Regions from separate parts of the Danio rerio genome. Here region 1 is linked to region 2. Evidence: chromatin contacts called from public HiChIP or PLAC-seq data. All regions are on one chromosome and are shown on one strand. Each heading gives the region's core, a stretch centred on a gene start, on an enhancer-like site or on the middle of the called end of the contact. The rest is flanking DNA. Distances are from core to core; before and after follow the strand shown. Region 1 holds the start of prpf39 (PRP39 pre-mRNA processing factor 39 homolog (yeast)). Region 2 holds the start of rps29 (ribosomal protein S29).

Region 1 (5,062 bases), core at 2,382-4,881, 430 kb before region 2:
CCGATATCTGTCAACATATCAAAAAGTGTGTTTCAGTGTTGGATGACCCTTTAAAGTGCTTTAGAAATAGCACAGAGGATCATCTACAAGAATGTAAAGCTTGTGACATCCTAGCGTGCCTGATTTTACAGAGTGCAAAAAAACTGATCCAACCAGTTGGAGAAACTCTAAATGTTTCTTTTGCCAGCATTACGGCTCATTTTATATGTAGTTCTCATCATTATGTAGCTCATCATTATGTAGCTCATCATTATGTAGCTCATTATTATGTAGTTCGCATTCTCTTTGCCATTTGTTTATAAATTTCCTGTAAAGCACAGCTTATTAGGGTTCATTATTTTACTTAAGGCTCTTACCTCTTGTTCAACATACTGCAGGAGGTAAACCCAGCCATTGAAGTCTTCAGGATTATCTTCCACAACCTTGGACAAACGCTCATATTCTGTGGGAAGTTCTGGTTCTTGTGGCGCCGCTGGATCTGCTTCTGCTGCGGGTTCGGCTGGCTCTTTCGGCGCGTCCTCCAGCTCCATATTGGAGGGACTCTCAGAGTCACCTTGTCCCGCCTCCTTCACATCATCCGGCTGTTCTGATTGGTCCTCTTGCTGTCCGTTTGACTCTGGCGGCTGCTCAGAGTTTTCCGCAGCAGGTTCTGCAGGACTGGCACTTTGGTCAATGTTCTGTACCGCAGTCTTTAAATGCTCCACCGAAAACTCCATGTCGGACACCGGCTGGGTCTGCTCCTGGCTTTCTGGGGGTTGTTCTGTCGTCAAATCGGACGTGCTCAAGCCTGTGACATCATCAGTCCCCGTTGTGCCCTCCATAGCAGGAGAGTCCCCGCTTTCCGGGGATTTCGAGTCCAACATCCCGGTCATTGACTCACCTGGAGCAAATCACATTTGATTACATTTGAAAAACGATTGTGCAATTCTGTCATTTAGACCCCACAGAAGCGGTCAGATGTGACGCAATATGCTGGACTGCACAAACTGTTCAAAGCTTTAAACAGATAAACAAGAGAATTTAACCGAGTTCCTTCTTTAACTGGATGGCCATCATCCTGTCTTAAAGGATCTTCTGCCAAACACTAAAGAAGATATTCAGCTGAAAATCATTGACTTCCACTGTATTGTTTTTTCTACCATGGAAGTCAGTGGTTTCAGCATTGACAGCCTTCTTCAAAACATCTTTTGTGTTCGACAGAAAAAGAAATAAAGTAAAGAGAGAGTAAATAATGATAATAATTAAATAAATAAGATTGTGACGGTATGATAACCTTGAATAAAATATCACGGTTTCACAGTATTGCAATTACTGCTCTAAATTATATACTTTTTAAATGTCCGGATAAAATTAGGGCTGCGCAATTAATCGAAAATACGATTTCGATTTTGGCTTTTAACGATTATGAAAAACCATTAATCGAGGTGAACGATTATTCCATCACGTACCGCCCCCTTTCCAGTTGTGCACATGTAAAAACTATTTGCCTCTGCAAAGCTCAGTTTCACGTGAAAATGACTAAAAGCATGTGCTGTAATGTAACTTTTGCAGCACTGGATGCGCATCATTCATGTTTTTTAAAGCGCAAAAGAGCACATGCTGTTGTGTGTGTGCGCGCGCCATGCTTAGCCTTGGACAGGTAGCGTGTGCGTGTGAGTTTGCGTGAAACAAAACAAATAAGCCTTTCTCCAGAAGAAAAAAAAATAGGAAATACTGTAAAGAAACCCCTCTGTTAAACATAATTTGGGAAATATTTATATATAAAAATAAAATCATTGGAGGAAGAATATTTTTGACTTCAATTGATAATCGTTTTGAATAACCGTGATTACAATTATGACCAAAATAATCGTGATTATGATTTTTCCCATAATCGAGCAGCCCTAGATAAAATACAAAAACTTTTCCCCTTTGAACACAATATAATTTATTAAATATAAATAAAATATATTGTATATACCCTAATCTTTTCCCAAACCTCAGTATACCTTGAAAACGGTTATCCCATGCCTAAATGACAGTATTTTTAAGTTTTGGGTGACCATTTTGAAGTATTGCATGAACAACGAGTGATGGAAACATCACATTTCAACCAAAATTGCCTTAATTTGCAAGAATTTTTTGGTTTTAGACTTATGCAAAAAAGGGTCAATGTAAATAATGTGAGAATGCATTTACCGAATAAACTGATACAGAGCACATTACACACACAACTCCATTAAGTTTTTCTTGTTTACTATTGGTTGCTAGGTTCCCAATACTACAGTCAGCCATTCTAAAAATTTGATGTGACCCATCTCATTAGCATTGGCATTTTTTATTTAATTTAACTTAACAAGATTTGGTTCACTTTAAAGTGAAAACCTGGCTATTGACATGGATCATTCATCCTACAAACAAAGATTGAGCTCATAAACTCAAAATTTTTACTTAATGTGGATTATTTTGAGACCCAATCACACAGAGGAAACATGTAATAGTCAATCAGTTTGCATTTAATTTACCTCGTAATAAGCACACCAAATGTTAATGGAAGAATATCGCAAACATTATTAATGTGTGCATTTGTTAGTAGTTATTTAGACTAAATCAAACTGTAACCGTTACAAATGATGTTTATAATAGTTTTTGGTAAATTTGGCTCCTTTTTACCTGTATTTTAATAAGTTGTCATGTTTAAGGCCAGATGGCTGATGATAAACTATACTTTAGCCTGTAATTAAGAGATTAACCTAATAATGATTGAATCCACAAAATTATTAAAGCTGGCAGAATTAACAACCTATTTATTTAAGTACATAACGTTTGAGTAAGATTTTTTGCAATACCGACCATTCCTACGACAAAGTTTACAAATCAAGTCAGAAATGTATTAGAACACATTACCACAAGTAAAACTTTAACTGTTAAGCTTAGTGTCGCGTTTTAAAATGTTTAGCTGGCGAAACCAAAAAATAAGATGTTAAAGCAAAATATTTATCATTAAAACAATTAGTGACAGGTCGAACAGAAGCGTCACGTGATGCAGTGTTCTCTTGCATAAACTGACGCCTGATTTGAATGCAACTCGCACATTTTCCTAAACATAAAAATAAATTCGACAGATTAAGTATTTCAATAAATCAGAACGAACACACGATAATATTCGTAAACATTCAGAAACCTCGACGATATGTTCGGTACTGATCTGTTTGTTTGGGGTTTCCTAGCGAAACTCGCGCGATGATTCGTGGAAGTTAGCGAATATTAGCAAACCCATCGCCTGCAGGTGAAAACACGCTTTAAATGCGCTCTACTGCACGACGAGCCGTTAAATACAAGATATTATGATAAAAATCGCTTTAAAATACTGTATGCGTGTGTGAAGAGTCAGTGAGCTGCTGTGCTTTCGGCCTGTTTTCTTTACGCGTTTAGCCGAACTGCTAACGAGGAGCCGCGCACGTTTCCTCAGAGCTTTCCTGAAGCTAAACGCGGGAAAATCTGCAACCTAGTGCTTACTTACCGGAATCTTCCATGAAACTCGGTTAAACCGGCAGATATTTTCACGAGTTCTTTGAAGTTTTATGCGGCTGAACACATGTGGTCGAGCGGCCGCGTTCCGTCGTGCTGTGTCGAAAAGGACACGAATGTGCTGCGCATGCGCACTGCGACGCGGAACTCAGTCGCTCAAAAGACGCTCGTGACGTCACAGCGTCCCCAAAAATGCAGGGTTCCACACAATTTATTCCTGTTGTCCCAACACAAATCGATGAAGTTAACTTAACACGTTTAACAAATTTGTGTGTATTGAACATAAAACAGTTAAGTTGTCCCAATGAAATCTCAAATGTTGTTTCAGCTCATTCTATATAAGTAGTTTGAACAAGTAAAAACTATATTTTTTGAGTGAATGGTTCCTACCTGGGGTTATCTTATATTTAAACATACATTAGAAATACAGATTTCTTGTAAAGATGTTTTGATATACAATAATAATAATAATAATAATAAAACTGTGATTATTAATTTAATGATTATGTATGGGAAATACCTAGTGCTGTCGCCTCACAGCAAGAAGGTCGCTAGGTCGCTGGTTCGAGCCTAGGTTCAGTTGGTGTTTCTGTGTGGAGTTTGCATGTTCTCCCTGCGTTCGCGTGGGTTTCCTCCGAGTGCTCCGGCTTCCCCCACAGTCCAAACGGTCCAAACACAAGTGGTACAGGTGAATTGGGTAGGCTAAATTGTCCGTAGTGTATGAGGGTGACAGGCCCAGACGACAGGCCGGCCGGAATGTGTAAAAAACAAGTCGTTATCATATGGACAAGTCTAAATGGAGGACTTGTTCCAAAGAGCCGACCCCGCAACCATACGGCACTAAGGCCAAAGAAGAAGAAGTATGGGAAATACCATGCACACAAACAAAAATGTTCCAATATTAACGATAAACCTAACATTTTTTTTGTTTAAAATTGATCTTAAGCATTATATTAAAACCCTAAAAGATCTTAAAATTAAAAGAGCTGTAAAACTCCTGTAATTTGTTATTTCTTATTTTCTATTGATCTTTTCTCTTGACGTTCATGTAAAAGCACCCAGTGCTGTATCCTCTCTGCACTCTCTATGCACATGAACACTCCTGTTATGCAATAAAAACAGAAGCTATTGTGAATTCTCTTATACGTGCTGCTGGGAATTTTTGTTTTATTTACAAAGGTTTCATAATTCATATACCAACTCGTATAGACTACTAACATGAAATATAACATTTAAATAATTAATTTAACATTTAATTTAACACAGATTCATCAATAAGAGATGTGCGTTTAAGAAATATGATGAGATCTTTTAAGGAATTTGATCATTTTTTCTATTATTGTGATTTAGTACTTTTTTTTACTTTTTAAAAAACATTAGTTTATGAAAAAATATAATTTTTTTGTACATTTTTAAAATAAAATTTGTTCTCTCTTTTCTGTTTATCCAATGTGGATATTGTGTAAAATGATGGTAGTAGTTTACTGTATTATTTGTATTGTTGAAATAATAATCAAGTCATGCGGCCTTAAAAAATCAGTTTACCATATAT
Region 2 (5,256 bases), core at 1,375-3,874:
GTATGCTACATTGTGCTCGTCTTCAGCTGTATCCCTTCTAGACTTTACCCAACTTACAATTAACGCAACCAAACTAACAATAAAAGGGGAATGGCCATGTTCATTAATATAAAGTTGCTATGAAAGCCTTCGAGTTGATGTCAGCAGTATGAAAACATGCTCAGACTTTTGATTGTAGATCATCAATATATCTTTATTCAGTGGATTAACATGCAGACTAATTATTCATGTTAGGAAAAGCAATGCGAGCTAGCAAAATAAACAATGTAAATTTTGATTTTACAAGGACTTTAAAAGGGACGGTTCAACTTTAATATAATGAAATTCAGATTCAAGCCTCTGAGCACAAAAAAATATTCAGACTACTGGAAAGCGGCAGCCACTGAATTACACGTTTTTTTTTCCTACAATGGATGTCAATGCTACCAGTTTCCATTATTAATTAAAATATCTTCTTTTGGGTAAAAAAAAAAGGAAAAAAATACAAAGCTTTAATAAAATATATATTTTTATATAAGTGTACCATCGCTTGTATTAACAATGCACTTAAAACAAATAATTTTTTTTTTTTCAATAAAAAAGCAGATTAAACGTACACAAATCACTATTTATTTTCTTAGTACCTCATTTAAACTGCATTTTGTGGGGGAAAAACAGCAATGCTACATTTATGACCTGCCAACAGTCATCTTTGAAAATAAGTTAATCTAATGCTTTTCTAATGGTAAAACTGTAGTAACCATAATTGTTTGGTGCATTGACTTATGCATAGTGCATAGTGGGGTAAAACTTTAAACATAACGTTTGGATACCACATTTTATTTTTATTACATTACAATTTAAGCAAATTGTAATGCAATTATCCTTTTAAATTAGGGCAAGACAAACTGTTTCAGCATTGATATTGCAATATGATCATTCGCAATTGTCACATTTCAACTATATGCAAGTATATGCATGCAAGTGTTTAAGGACTGTGAGGGTTTTAAAAGCTTCCAGGCTTAAGAAAAATGTACTGTTTGTAATAAAAGATTGCTTATTATATAAATATTGTGCTCAATAATATAAATATTACGCTTATTAAATAATACTTATGCTCATGTGCTATACAAATAAAGTTCACTTATATGCACTCGCCTACAAAATCTTCCCAATCAATCTGAAATTATAGATTCTTTACAAACATTTATTCAAATCATCGAGTGAAATTTCACTCAGTGTCTAGTATGCATCTTGATTTTAAAATATTTAGATATTTGGATAGAAAACAGGAAAAAACTTAGATTTTTATTTAATAATTATTAACAGCTCAGGGTTTTTTTTAGGCCTGTGACTGTGTGAGGGCTTTAAAAGCTTTCAGGCTTAAGAAAATGTACTATTTGTAACTTGCAAAAATTTATAATGATTAGTTTAATGGAATTGTTTATAAAAAAAGACGTAGTATTATTATACATTACTGTAGCCTTGAATAGTTTGATTCTTCGGAAAACAATAAAATTGTTTAATTAGCATATTTTTTTTATTGAAATTATGTATGCTGGTAGATTGCATATTATACAAATATTGTGGTCAATAATATATTGTGCTTATATAATACTTATGTTCATGTACTATACAAATAAAGTTAAATTACATTATGCAATCGCCTACAGAATCTTCCCAATCAATCTAAAATTATAGCTTCTTTTTGAACATTTATTCAACTCGTCGAGTGAAACTATTCATATCGCAATATAAAAAAAACGCAGAACAATAATGCAATGTTTTTCTAATATTGTGCAGCCCTACTTTTAAGATACGAAACACTTCATAAAGTCAGCAAACATCCATTAATTTTCTTAGCAATTTGTTTAAACCCCCTACAAGCAGTTAGTTACTAAATAATATTATAAGTTAACTGGTTAAAAAAATACAAGTAATAATAACTTTGTGAATTAACCAGAAATTCGTGTTAATAATTATGACCTGCAAATGGTCCTCCTTTGTAAAAATAAACCATGTTAAAATAGTACAAGTTAACTATGGCTGTGTGGTACACTGACTTCCATTTGCCAGCAGTTTTACCACAAATACCATAGTAAAACTAGTTCATTTTAACCATGAACACTACTTTAGTTTTGGTTAACACAGTCGACAGCGGTAAACCACAAATTATCCATGATTAAATGCTTACAAAATGGCATCAAAACATTAAATCGTTACTTAATAAAAGTGTGAAATGTTATATAAACATTTAAATGACTACGCAAGTCTGTAATCTGTGACCAAACATGTAGAAAATCCTCTAGACACTCTCTATATATAGGAGAGACCACTATTATCGAATTGATATCATACTTAGATGAAGTGTTTATCGTTTTATTCGGGTTTCCAGTAATCGGCAGTTAAACTATTCTCCGTCCGCCATGTTGTCAGCGCGCATCATCCTCGCCGCCCATGTGCTCCGCATTCCCGCGGATATTATAAACACACGACGGTCTGACCGAGCGAAAACCTTCACAAACACAAAACCTTCACATTAAACACCAAACTGAGCAGAACTGACCAGGATCTCGAGCCCTGGCCGTATTTTCTAGGGTGACTCCAGTAGAGCTGCTGATGGCCCATCTCGTCTCTCTCGATCGGGATGTCGAAAAGGAAGTGGATCTTGTGCGCAGGCGCAAAAAAGACGCGCTTCTTCTACGGAACCCGCCACTTCCTGCGCCCACACTAAAAAACGGCGCCATTCCGAGGGCGAGTTCCACATTACAGAAGTCAGGAAAATGTTTATTTGTTTATTTTATAGTGTAGATTGTACATGTATAGTGTAAAATACCTGCCCTTGTGTAGGAATGGTGATGGTGAATTTTTAAAAATATTGAATGGTCTTTTTAAAATCCCTGAAGTCTTCTCTGAGGAAGTTCTACACATATTATTGTTGTTTTATTACAATTAAGTCTTTATTTATTTGTTTATTAGTTCGTTTGTTCATTCATTCGTTTGTTTATTATTATTGTTATTATTATTATTATTAATAATAAGTTATTATAATGGTGTCGCGGTCGCACAGTGTCGCCTCACAGCAAGAAGGTCACTGGTTCGAGATTCGGCTAGGTTAGTTGGCGTTTCTGTGTGGAGTTTGCATGTTCTCCCTGTGTTGGTGTGGGTTTCCTCCGGGTGCTCCGGTTTTCACCACAGTCCAAACACATGCGCTATAGGGGAATTGGGTAGGCTAAATTGGCCGTAGAATGAGTGTGTATGGGCGTTTCCCAGTGATGGGTTGTAGCTGTGTAAAACATATGATGGATAAGTTAGTGGTTCATTCTGCTGTGGCAACCCCTGATAAATAAGCAGAAAAGAACATTAATGAATTAATGAACGTTACTATCATTAAAGCAATCATTAATTCGTTTGTCTTATAATAATAATATGTTTATTTTATATATTTGCATCTTCAGTGCTCAATTACGCTTTACAAAAAAAGCAAGAAAAACTATCATATTTATTACTGTAATATTTCTTTTGATCTTTTCTTTTAATTTATATTTCTTTATCAATGTTTATTATATTTGTAGAAGATTTTTCTAATAATTGTTTCGTACTATTTGTTCTTTCACGTATTTTTTGTTTTAAAGTATTCTAGTTTTAAAAATTGTCCTTATATTTATTACTTAAAGCTTGTATTTGCGAAACAAACTTCTATTCTAGGACAAACAGCACAAGATTTACATTAGAAATGCATATAAATGCACACTGAAGTTTCAAAGGGACCCCAAAAATTAAATTTCTATTATTTATTCTCTCAAGTGATTCCAAAACCTTTATGAGTTTTATTTTGTTTCATCATGCTGAACACAAAGTATATTATGGTTTGAAAATGTTGTAAACTGGTAAGCATTAACATCCATAGTAGAAACAAGTATTATAGAGTGTGAACGTGGCTTTAGTTTGCTTTGAAGCTGTGGTCACAGGGCACTTTTCACCCCATAGACTTACCTCTTACGTATGTAAATACAGCAGACTGGAAGCACAAGCTTGTGCGACACGTTCCACCTGCGAAATCGTATCATATGAATGCGTGAGACCAATTGAAGGTCAAAACCTCTCTGGAAAGAAATTTTAAATATGGAGCAATCACTCGCTGAAGCAGATGCCCAGAGTTTGAAGATTCCCAAACAAAAGTAGTGTCCGAACGAAAGAAGCATCCCAAATGACACATTATGCACTTATACGATAAACACTTGTGCACTTATATACTCAACCATGTAGTGTTTAAGTGTCATCTCAAATGAAACTGTAAGGGGCCGTTCACACAGAATGTGTTTTTCCTCACCAATGCATTACTTTTCTATAGGGGAAATACCAACCTACGTCACACGTAACGTCACACAGGTTCAAACGCGCATACCGGTTGCAAAAAAAGACCGGTTGCAATAGCAAGCATGTTGTGTTGTGCAGTAGGATGCCAAATTTTACCGTACACCAGTAGTAAGTGGAGTAAGGACCTAATTAATAATGCTGGACTCTGCAGTGCTCATGTTATATCAGGTAAGTTCACGCTATGCTAAAACATACACATCGCTAGTTTTGATTGCAGGAATAATTTCAGCAAAAACAGTTAAACATGGTGAATTAAACTGCGGACACAGAATGCTCAGAATGAAATGTAAACGTGTGTGTTTACATACCCTGCCGTACAGGAGCAGTTCACTGTCAGAATGCAGTAGTTCTGCTTGTTGATGATGACCCAGGCCTTGTACAGCTCCGTCTGCTTTCCTTGACTTTGGCTAGGCAGAACCTCGGTTTTTAGTGTAACCCCGCCGGTCCTACGCCACCCAACCCGCTCCGAGCTGGTATCGAACCGGCGACCTTCCACATGGGAGTCGGTTGCTCTAATAAGGAGGCTAAAGACCATGGCCTATAGCGTCTGTGGCTAGAGCACCTTTAGAGTTCAGAGGAGTGAGGTTTACCTGCACAGCATCAACTGGCTGACCTCCGCTACACTCAACCCCCTAAACCTCACTCCAAATCCGGGTCACGGCACCAATGTAACCCTGCCGGTCCTACGCCACCCAACCCGCTCCGAGCTGGAATCAAACCGGTGACCTTCCGCATGGGAGTCAGTTGCACTAACAAGGAGGCTGTGCAGGTAAACCTCACTCCTCTGAACTCTAAAGGTGCCCACTAGAGGCCTCCGTTACATTAGCACTACATAGTGTTGAATCTGGTCATCATGGAGCATTATTTCCGGCACATGACTGCACAGAACAACATTGT

The links. HiChIP or PLAC-seq counts read pairs in DNA pulled down with a chosen protein or histone mark.
Region 1: a contact with region 2 is called in an H3K4me3 HiChIP or PLAC-seq map of gastrula embryo, with 4 times the contacts expected there. The contact joins the promoter of prpf39 here to the promoter of rps29 in region 2. A contact is called at or near these places in 2 of 4 datasets of contacts at active chromatin or transcription factors (embryo and gastrula embryo).

The regions. Positions count from the first base shown.
Region 1 is chr20:58,017,941-58,023,002 of GRCz12tu, reverse strand. prpf39 (PRP39 pre-mRNA processing factor 39 homolog (yeast)) reads right to left here and starts at 3,631. Exons shown (of 14, transcript NM_001004520.1): 1 at 3,503-3,631; 2 at 357-880. The coding sequence starts at 3,515.
Region 2 is chr20:57,583,151-57,588,406 of GRCz12tu, reverse strand. rps29 (ribosomal protein S29) reads right to left here and starts at 2,624. Exons shown (of 3, transcript NM_212953.1): 1 at 2,546-2,624. The coding sequence starts at 2,607.